2 separate regions of the Mus musculus genome follow, and region 1 is linked to region 2. A link is a contact called in public promoter capture Hi-C data. All regions are on one chromosome and are shown on one strand. The core of a region is the stretch at or near the end of the contact, and the rest is flanking DNA. Distances in the headings are between cores, read along the strand shown. Region 1 has its middle 100 kb from the start of Gm32245. Region 2 overlaps Map4k2 (mitogen-activated protein kinase kinase kinase kinase 2).

Region 1 (3,639 bases), core at 344-2,843, 320 kb before region 2:
GGCTAAGAGCTATGTAGCCTTGCTTATGCCGAATCTCCCTGCTTTTTAGTTCTATCTTCCCATTTTCTGGGGAGCATAAACGGTAAACGGTACAGCTTGGCAGAAGGGGTGGAGTATCAGAAGCGTTCACGTTGGTAAGGGCCTTCCATCCCCTGCCCTTGTAGACTGTGAGGGCTTACGTTTGTCACAGAGCAAAGCTCTCTAGTTTGTGTTACTGGTAAGTCCTTCCTCCTCGCCCCTTCCTTCCATGGAACCAGCTTGCAAGAGAGCTGCTATTTCTGTCTCAGTCAGGAAGCTGAGGGCTCAGCCACCACCACCCCAGATGCTGGCCCAGGCACTAACCCTGCTGCATGCAGGTGTCATGACAGCCATTTTCTCATGTGCTTGCTCTCGGGCTACACCCCACCCACCGTGATGCACTCCTGAGGATGCTCAATGCTGCACCTTGACCTTGTTTAAACTTCCAATTCTTTCCTGGTAGGATGAATATATGAAAATATATAAGTATATTTAGGATGAATATACTAAAACAGACTCATATTTATTTTGTGTACGTGCACCATGGGGTCAGAAGACCACTTTGGGAGTCAGTTCTCTCCTTTCACCATGGAGGTCTGAGGTTTGAACTCAGGTCATCAAGCTTGGTTGCAGGTCCCTTTACCCACTAAGCCATATTGCTGCTCCCAGGATAACATCAAACCCCTGATGTATTTCTCAGCACCTCTGTCTACACCACCTCAAGAGAAAAAAGCGTGGGGACACATTCACCTCCCCTCTCTCACCCTCTGCCCCTTGACATCGTTGTGTATCTACTGCGCCATCCGTTCGTTCCCAGGACCCTGAAGGACCCCCTGCGTTTTGAGCATCTCCTGTAACATCTCAGGGGTGCTATTCTCCCTGCAGCGTAACTGTGCCCCTGCTTTGTCACCACACTGTGGCTGGGTCTTGCTCTCCCCACCTTAAGCTCTTTTCAGTGTTCCACTTGGGTCTGATTTTGAACTTGTAAATGTTTTCTGCTCTGTTTCCCTTCTGGATCTGCTGCTCTCTAACTCCCTCCCTGTTCCCTTCCAAGGTTGCAAATACGCAAATAAGATAGGCAGCTCCAGGGCCAGGTGCTTCAACCTCCAAGCTCTGCAGACTTGTCTCACCCGGGTCTCCACTGCCCATCCAGCCCTAGGCTACACGTGTTCTTTCTTTGTATCCTTCCATCCTTGCCTGGGGCCTTTTAAGATCCCCAGACTCCTGCTGTTCTTCTGAGCTAGTATTTCTTTTGCGTGCACACTCCTGGAATTACAGGCTGAGCATGCCCACTCCCTTCTTTTCTATGTGGGTTTGAACTCATACTTGTGTGACAAGCACTTACCCACTGATCTGTTCCCAGCCCCCACTCTAGGGTTTCCTAAGTTACTGTATCTCTCCTCACTCATTCTTCTCTCCCTTTAGAAACTGGCCTGCTCCCAAGGTTGGTCCTGGCAGATCCAGCCTCGAGTCTCTGTTGAAGTTTGCCCTTCTCTCTCGTCTTGCTCTCCACTCCATTTCCTCTTTCCAAATGCAGATTTCAGAGTAGCCACTGTCTCTTCACTTCCTCTATTGAGTTTGAAATTCTGGAATGTGTGTTTTGAGTTCCCCAAAGCCTTTCTGTGGGCTGTGTGTGTCCTCCATCAGAGAGGCCTCTGTCCTCACACTAAGAGCAAGGGACCCTGGTCCCCTGGATTGTTGCTTTTCTTCCCCTGAACAGTGACAAGAATCTCATGGTTAGTTCACTCTGTAGCTATCAGAAGACAAGGGCTGGTGGCATCCTGTCTGGCCAGACTGGGGACCCTTCACAGAGATGCCCGGGAGGGCAGTTCATACTCTTGCAGCTGGCTTTTGGCCAAAGCTATACAAACTCCAGAGAGGGGCTGACCCGCTAGCACCCATGTCAACTGTGAAGACATTGGTACAAAGGAACTGTCTGGTGACAGCAATGAAAATCCTTACTCTCAGAGTGTAAGAGTTGGATGAGTCCTCTGCATGGAAGGAAGGGACCAATGGGGCCTTGTTGCCAGGCAGTGCTCAGTTCTTGCTTTAATTACACTCATTTTCTTCCCTATGGCATGACTGAAAGACATTTCCCAGCTCTCTCTGCAGCTGAGAGGGTCATGTGACCATGGGGCCTGATCTGACCAGGTGCCACTCACGCTGCTTTTCTGGTCGTAGCGATTCAGGCCTCATTTGAGGGTGGCAGAGCTCCAGGATGGAAGGACCTGGGCCTGCCGATGAGATGGAGCACCTCAGGCTGGACACCAACCAGAATGTCTATGTTGGGCTTGCTAGGATAGCCTGTGTTAAGCTATAGAGATCTGGGGTGTGTTTGTTACAGCAGCTGACCTATGCTGACTAGCACTGTGTTAAGCTATAGAGGTCTGGGGTGTGTTTGTTACAGCAGCTGACCTATGCTGACTAGCACTGTGTTAAGCTATAGAGGTCTGGGGTGTGTTTGTTACAGCAGCTGACCTATGCTGACTAGCACTGTGTTAAGCTATAGAGGTCTGGGGTGTGTTTGTTACAGCAGCTGACCTATGCTGACTAGCACTGTGTTAAGCTATAGAGGTCTGGGGTGTGTTTGTTACAGCAGCTGACCTATGCTGACTAGCACTGTGTTAAGCTATAGAGGTCTGGGGTGTGTTTGTTACAGCAGCTGACCTATGCTGACTAGCACAGACACGCTTCCTGGAGTGCCTTCTCCCATCCTACCTTTCCCCTTCTCTTCCCATCCCCCCAGCTCATTGGCTGGATTGCATCTTTGCCAAGTCTGTGCAAGTGGGTTTGATACCTAAACAGTGTCAAGGTTCTGCTAGCAACGAAGAAGGTGGGCGTTGATTTGGGGAGGCATCCGCCAACAGCGGCTAGTGTTAGTGAGGGGACACAGTTCTTTGTTGTTGTGGTTTTTGTCTTTTTTTTTTTTTTAATGTTTATTGTTACCTCCACACACTGTGACCTGCTGACCCATCTTGCTGACCCTGATCTTAGACTCTTGCGATGCCAAATGGAGCACCGTTTCGTTGATTTGTCTTTTCAGATATGCTTAGAGCTTCTGTGTACAAAATTATAAAAACCACAGGGCAGCAAGATGGCTCATCCAGTAAAGATGCCAGCCTCCAAGCCCAACGACCCCAGTTTGATCCCTGGGACCCACATAGTAGTGAGAGCTGACTCCTGAGGGTTGCTTCTGATTTCCGCATGTGTACTGTGGAGGGTCCCGGGGTGGTCCCTGCAGCTGGAGTTACAGGCAGTTGTGAGCTGCTCGGCATGGGTGTTAGCAGCTGACCTCAGGTCTCCTGGAAGAGCAGTGCGTGCTCTCAACTGCTGGGCCATCTCTCCAGCCCCAGGTTGGTCTGGTATTCACTATGGAGACCAGGCTGACCTTGATATGGTGGCAATCCTGTCTCAGACTTCTGTGAGTGTTGGGATTGCAGGCATTGCTGTCCTGCTTGCCTTTCATGTATCTTAAAAACTTTAAAGTTATTGTTTGATTTAAATATTTATACTTAAATAAATAATAGTTTGTTTGTTTAAAACAGGGCTCGCTTCTTAACCTGGATCTTGTTGTGTAGACCTGGATCTTGCTGTGTAGACCAGGCTGATCTTGAACTTACA
Region 2 (3,630 bases), core at 77-2,576:
GAGACTGCACCAGATTCCCTGTTAAAGGTGTCTGTGAGTTATCATGTGGACGATGGAAACTGAATCCAGGGCCTCTGGAAGAGTAGGAAGGGAGGAGGGATGGCTCCTAACCACTGAGTCATCCTTCCAGTCCACTTTTGTGTTTAAGTTTTTGGAGAAAAGCAAGGTTCATGTCATCCAAGCTGCTCTCAAACTTCTGATCATGCTGAATCCTCCCAGGCGCTGACCTTCGAAGCCTGAGCCACCAGATCCAGCACCACCACACACCTTTTTTCTTTATTCTTTTTTACCTTTCCTTGGGCTGACTGGATCGCTCCTTAGGTACAGCTATCTACTACCGTCAGACTTACAACCTGAACTCAATTCCTGGGCTCCGTGTGCTATACCCAGGAAAATTACTCCTGTACGGTCGGTGTCTTCTGACCTCCACTTGTATACTGTAGTAGATGGGGTATTACCCGCCCCCCCCCAATAATGCCTTTAATCCAGCACTTGGGTGGCATAGTCAGGAGAATCTCTGTGAGTTTAAGGTCAGCCTGGTCTACATAGTGAGCTCTAGGACAGCCAGGGCTAGACAGAGAGACCTTGTCTTGAACAAACAAACAAAACTACTCCTCTTCCTCCTAATGATACTAAATTTAAAACAATTGTAAATAAAGCATTTCTTTACACCGACTGGTTGACTGCGAAGATACACATCATGTCACACATGTAAAGATTCAGAAGACAGCTTGTCGGAGCTGGTCCCCCTTCCATCACGTGGGTCCCTGAGATTGTAAGCTGCTGTACCTGCCCTCATGTAGTTTTGACACAGAAGTCTTCCTCCGTAGCCCAGGTTAGCCTGGGGTTTGTAGCATAGTCCATAGTCTCCTGCCATAGTCTCCCATGTGCTAGGGTTCCTGGTAAAAGCCACCACTCTAGGTTCTGTGTAGTTTTAACAAGTCACCCGACCTCTCGACCTGTCTGCTCGCTGGCAGACAGTGTGGAGACCAGAAGCCGAGGCAGGTCCCAGCTTGAGTATGTTCAGTCCCTTTCAAAGACGGACAAACAGGCCCTGGCAGCTGGAAAGACTTCAAATAGCAAATGGCCTGCCTTCTGCACCTAGGTGGGGCTCTGACCCTGTGAGGCAGGTGAATGGCTGTCTTATGGGGAGTCCCCCATGCCCTCAGGGGACTGACCACTCGAGCCTCTTTCTTCATCTGAGGAACTGGGCTGTTAACACTGCAATCTCCTCCTTTCAGCGACTCAGGTTCTGTTTGTGCCCCTGCCAGAATGAGCCCCCGGGAGGAAGCCGGTGTCTGCCCCGCCTCCGGTGCTGCCCTCTGCCCTCCCTCTTCCTCCCACTCTATCCCCAGCTAGCATCTGGCTAGGCCTCGGGCAGTCTGGTGCTGATACTTTTGCATCTGGTGTTTCCTCTAAAAGAAAAACTCCATGATTTCCTCTTCTTCATGTTCAAAGTCTGGCAAGCCCTCTGCCGAAAGGGTCAGAACAGAGGCTCAGGAAGCCCAGGGGGCACAGGGCACCAATACAGGCTTGGTGTGAGCGCTGTAGATAAGGCTGTTCTCCATTCTCCCCAGTGCTGCTGGCCCCATGAACCAGGTCACACTAATGTTAGAGCCGCTTCCTGGCCCACGCTTCTGGGCGCTCCAGCTCTCTCAGCTGGACTAGGAAGGTCCCACTCAGAGAATCGGCATCTTTGGAAATGTGACTTTTCAGATGGGTCTCATACTATAGCATCAAACTTCCAGTAATCCTCCAGCCTCAACTGCTTGAATGCTGAGATGACAGGCATTTAATTTACTTAATGTGGCAAAACCAATTTCAGAGCAGACTCCTCCGTCACTCACAGCTGGTGACAGCTCCATCCTTCCTTCAACCTAGGTCAAAAGCTTCGCCCTCAGCCCCCACCCCCTTTCCCTCTCAATCATCACCAGGAAACCCTGCTGGCTCCACTTGTAAAACAGCAGAACCAGACCATCTCTCACTTCCTTCACTCTTACTGCAGCCCGCACGCCCGCTGCAGCCCGCACCCCCGCTGCTGGCCACCCGCAGAAGAGAGCCCATGAAGACCTCAGTGCCAATCACACCTCACCAGCGGCCTCTCTGAGGAGGCAGACTTGCGTCTGTCCTAAGGACCCTTGTGTTCGCCTGTCGTCTCTTCTCCTGAGCCTTCCCTACAGATTTCTAGCTTCTTTGGAAAATTACATTTATTGGGGCTGGAAAAAGGCTTAGCGGATAAGAGCACTGGCTGCCCTTCCAGAGGACCTGGATTCAATTCCCAGCGCCCACATGTCATCTCAAAACTGTCTGTCACTCCAGTCCCAGAGGATCTGACCTAGACCCTCACACCAATGCACATAAAGTAATTTTTACATGGTTTTTTTTTTGTTTTTTGTTTTTTTTGTTTTTCGAGACAGGGTTTCTCTGTGTAGCCCTGGCTGTGCTGAAACTCACTCTGTAGACCAGGCAGGCCCCGAACTTAGAAATCCGCCTGCCTCTGCCTTCCGTACAATTTTTTTCTTTGCACACAAGTGTGTATACATATCAAGGTGCACACGTGGAAGCCAGCGAATAGCCTGCAGCAACTGACTGGCTCTTTTCACCACTGAGCAATCTGGCCAGCCCCACACTCCTCTAAGTCCTAGTTATTCCTACAGTGCTGGGGACTAAACCCAGAGCCTCATACATGCTAGGCAAGCCACCTCACCTCACCTCACCTCACCTCACCTCACCTCACCTCACCTCACCTCACCTCACCTCATCAGTACGCTACAGCCTCAGCCCTGTCCTCCGTCTTGGCTCAAATAGCACTTTCTCACTGAAGGCTTTCAAAACAGCCATTTAAAGTCTTCTTCCTCAGCCCGCTCTTCTCCATGGTGTTTGTTCTGAGCCATCACTGCCAAAGAGCCTCATTTTTCTAGGTCTACCATCTACCTCCTTTACACACACACACACACACACCAGCTGCATAATTACATGCTAAATTGCTGCAGCCTAGCACCGCGTGTCAGTGCTGGGCTACTTAGCTCCTGCACTGGGCCCTCTGCTTGCTCTCCAGACCTGACCATTCGGCTCCCCAAATACCAGTCCTACTGTAGCTCTTGCTATGGCCAGTATATTCTGTTTTCAGAGACAGGAACTCACATAGCCCAGGCTGGCCTCAAACTCAATAGGCAAGGATGACCATGAATTCCTTATTCTCCTGCCCCTACCTGCCATGTACTGAGATTACAGGCATGAAACACCATACCCAGCTGGATTTTGTTTTTGAGACGAAGTATCTTCTATGTAGCCCAGGCTGGCCTCAAACTTGAGATTCTCCTGCCTCATCCTCCCTAGTGCTGGGATGTCCAGCACGAGCCACCACACCAGCCTGGCTCTTAGACAGTGAGCTGAACCATCAATGGAAGGGAGCACACTGACCAGTACACAGTAAGATCCTCTGAAACGCTGAGAGTACCGCTGTACACCAGACACAGACCAAGTCCCAGGCAACAGAGGAAGGGTTCAGCCACCTGTGCGGCTGGCTCTCCACCCTCAGGCTAAAGCCCACAGGCTCTCCAGGCCTTGCTGTTTGGTCTCACCGGTATTCACTCTCCCCTCCCCTAGAACCTTGGAATGCACCCTCTA

What was found. Capture Hi-C pulls out chosen DNA fragments and counts their contacts.
Region 1: a promoter capture Hi-C map of adipose tissue shows a contact between it and region 2. A contact is called at or near these places in 2 of 39 promoter capture datasets (the 3T3-L1 cell line and the C10 cell line) and 1 of 9 other capture datasets (adipose tissue).

Annotation. Positions count from the first base shown.
Region 1 is chr19:6,666,690-6,670,328 of GRCm38.p6, reverse strand. No RefSeq gene overlaps it. Among named protein-coding and RNA genes, the nearest start is that of Gm32245, 100 kb to the right of the region's middle.
Region 2 is chr19:6,347,202-6,350,831 of GRCm38.p6, reverse strand. The region is part of intron 24 of Map4k2 (mitogen-activated protein kinase kinase kinase kinase 2); the gene reads right to left. Among named protein-coding and RNA genes, the nearest start is that of Mir6989, 2.5 kb to the right of the region's middle.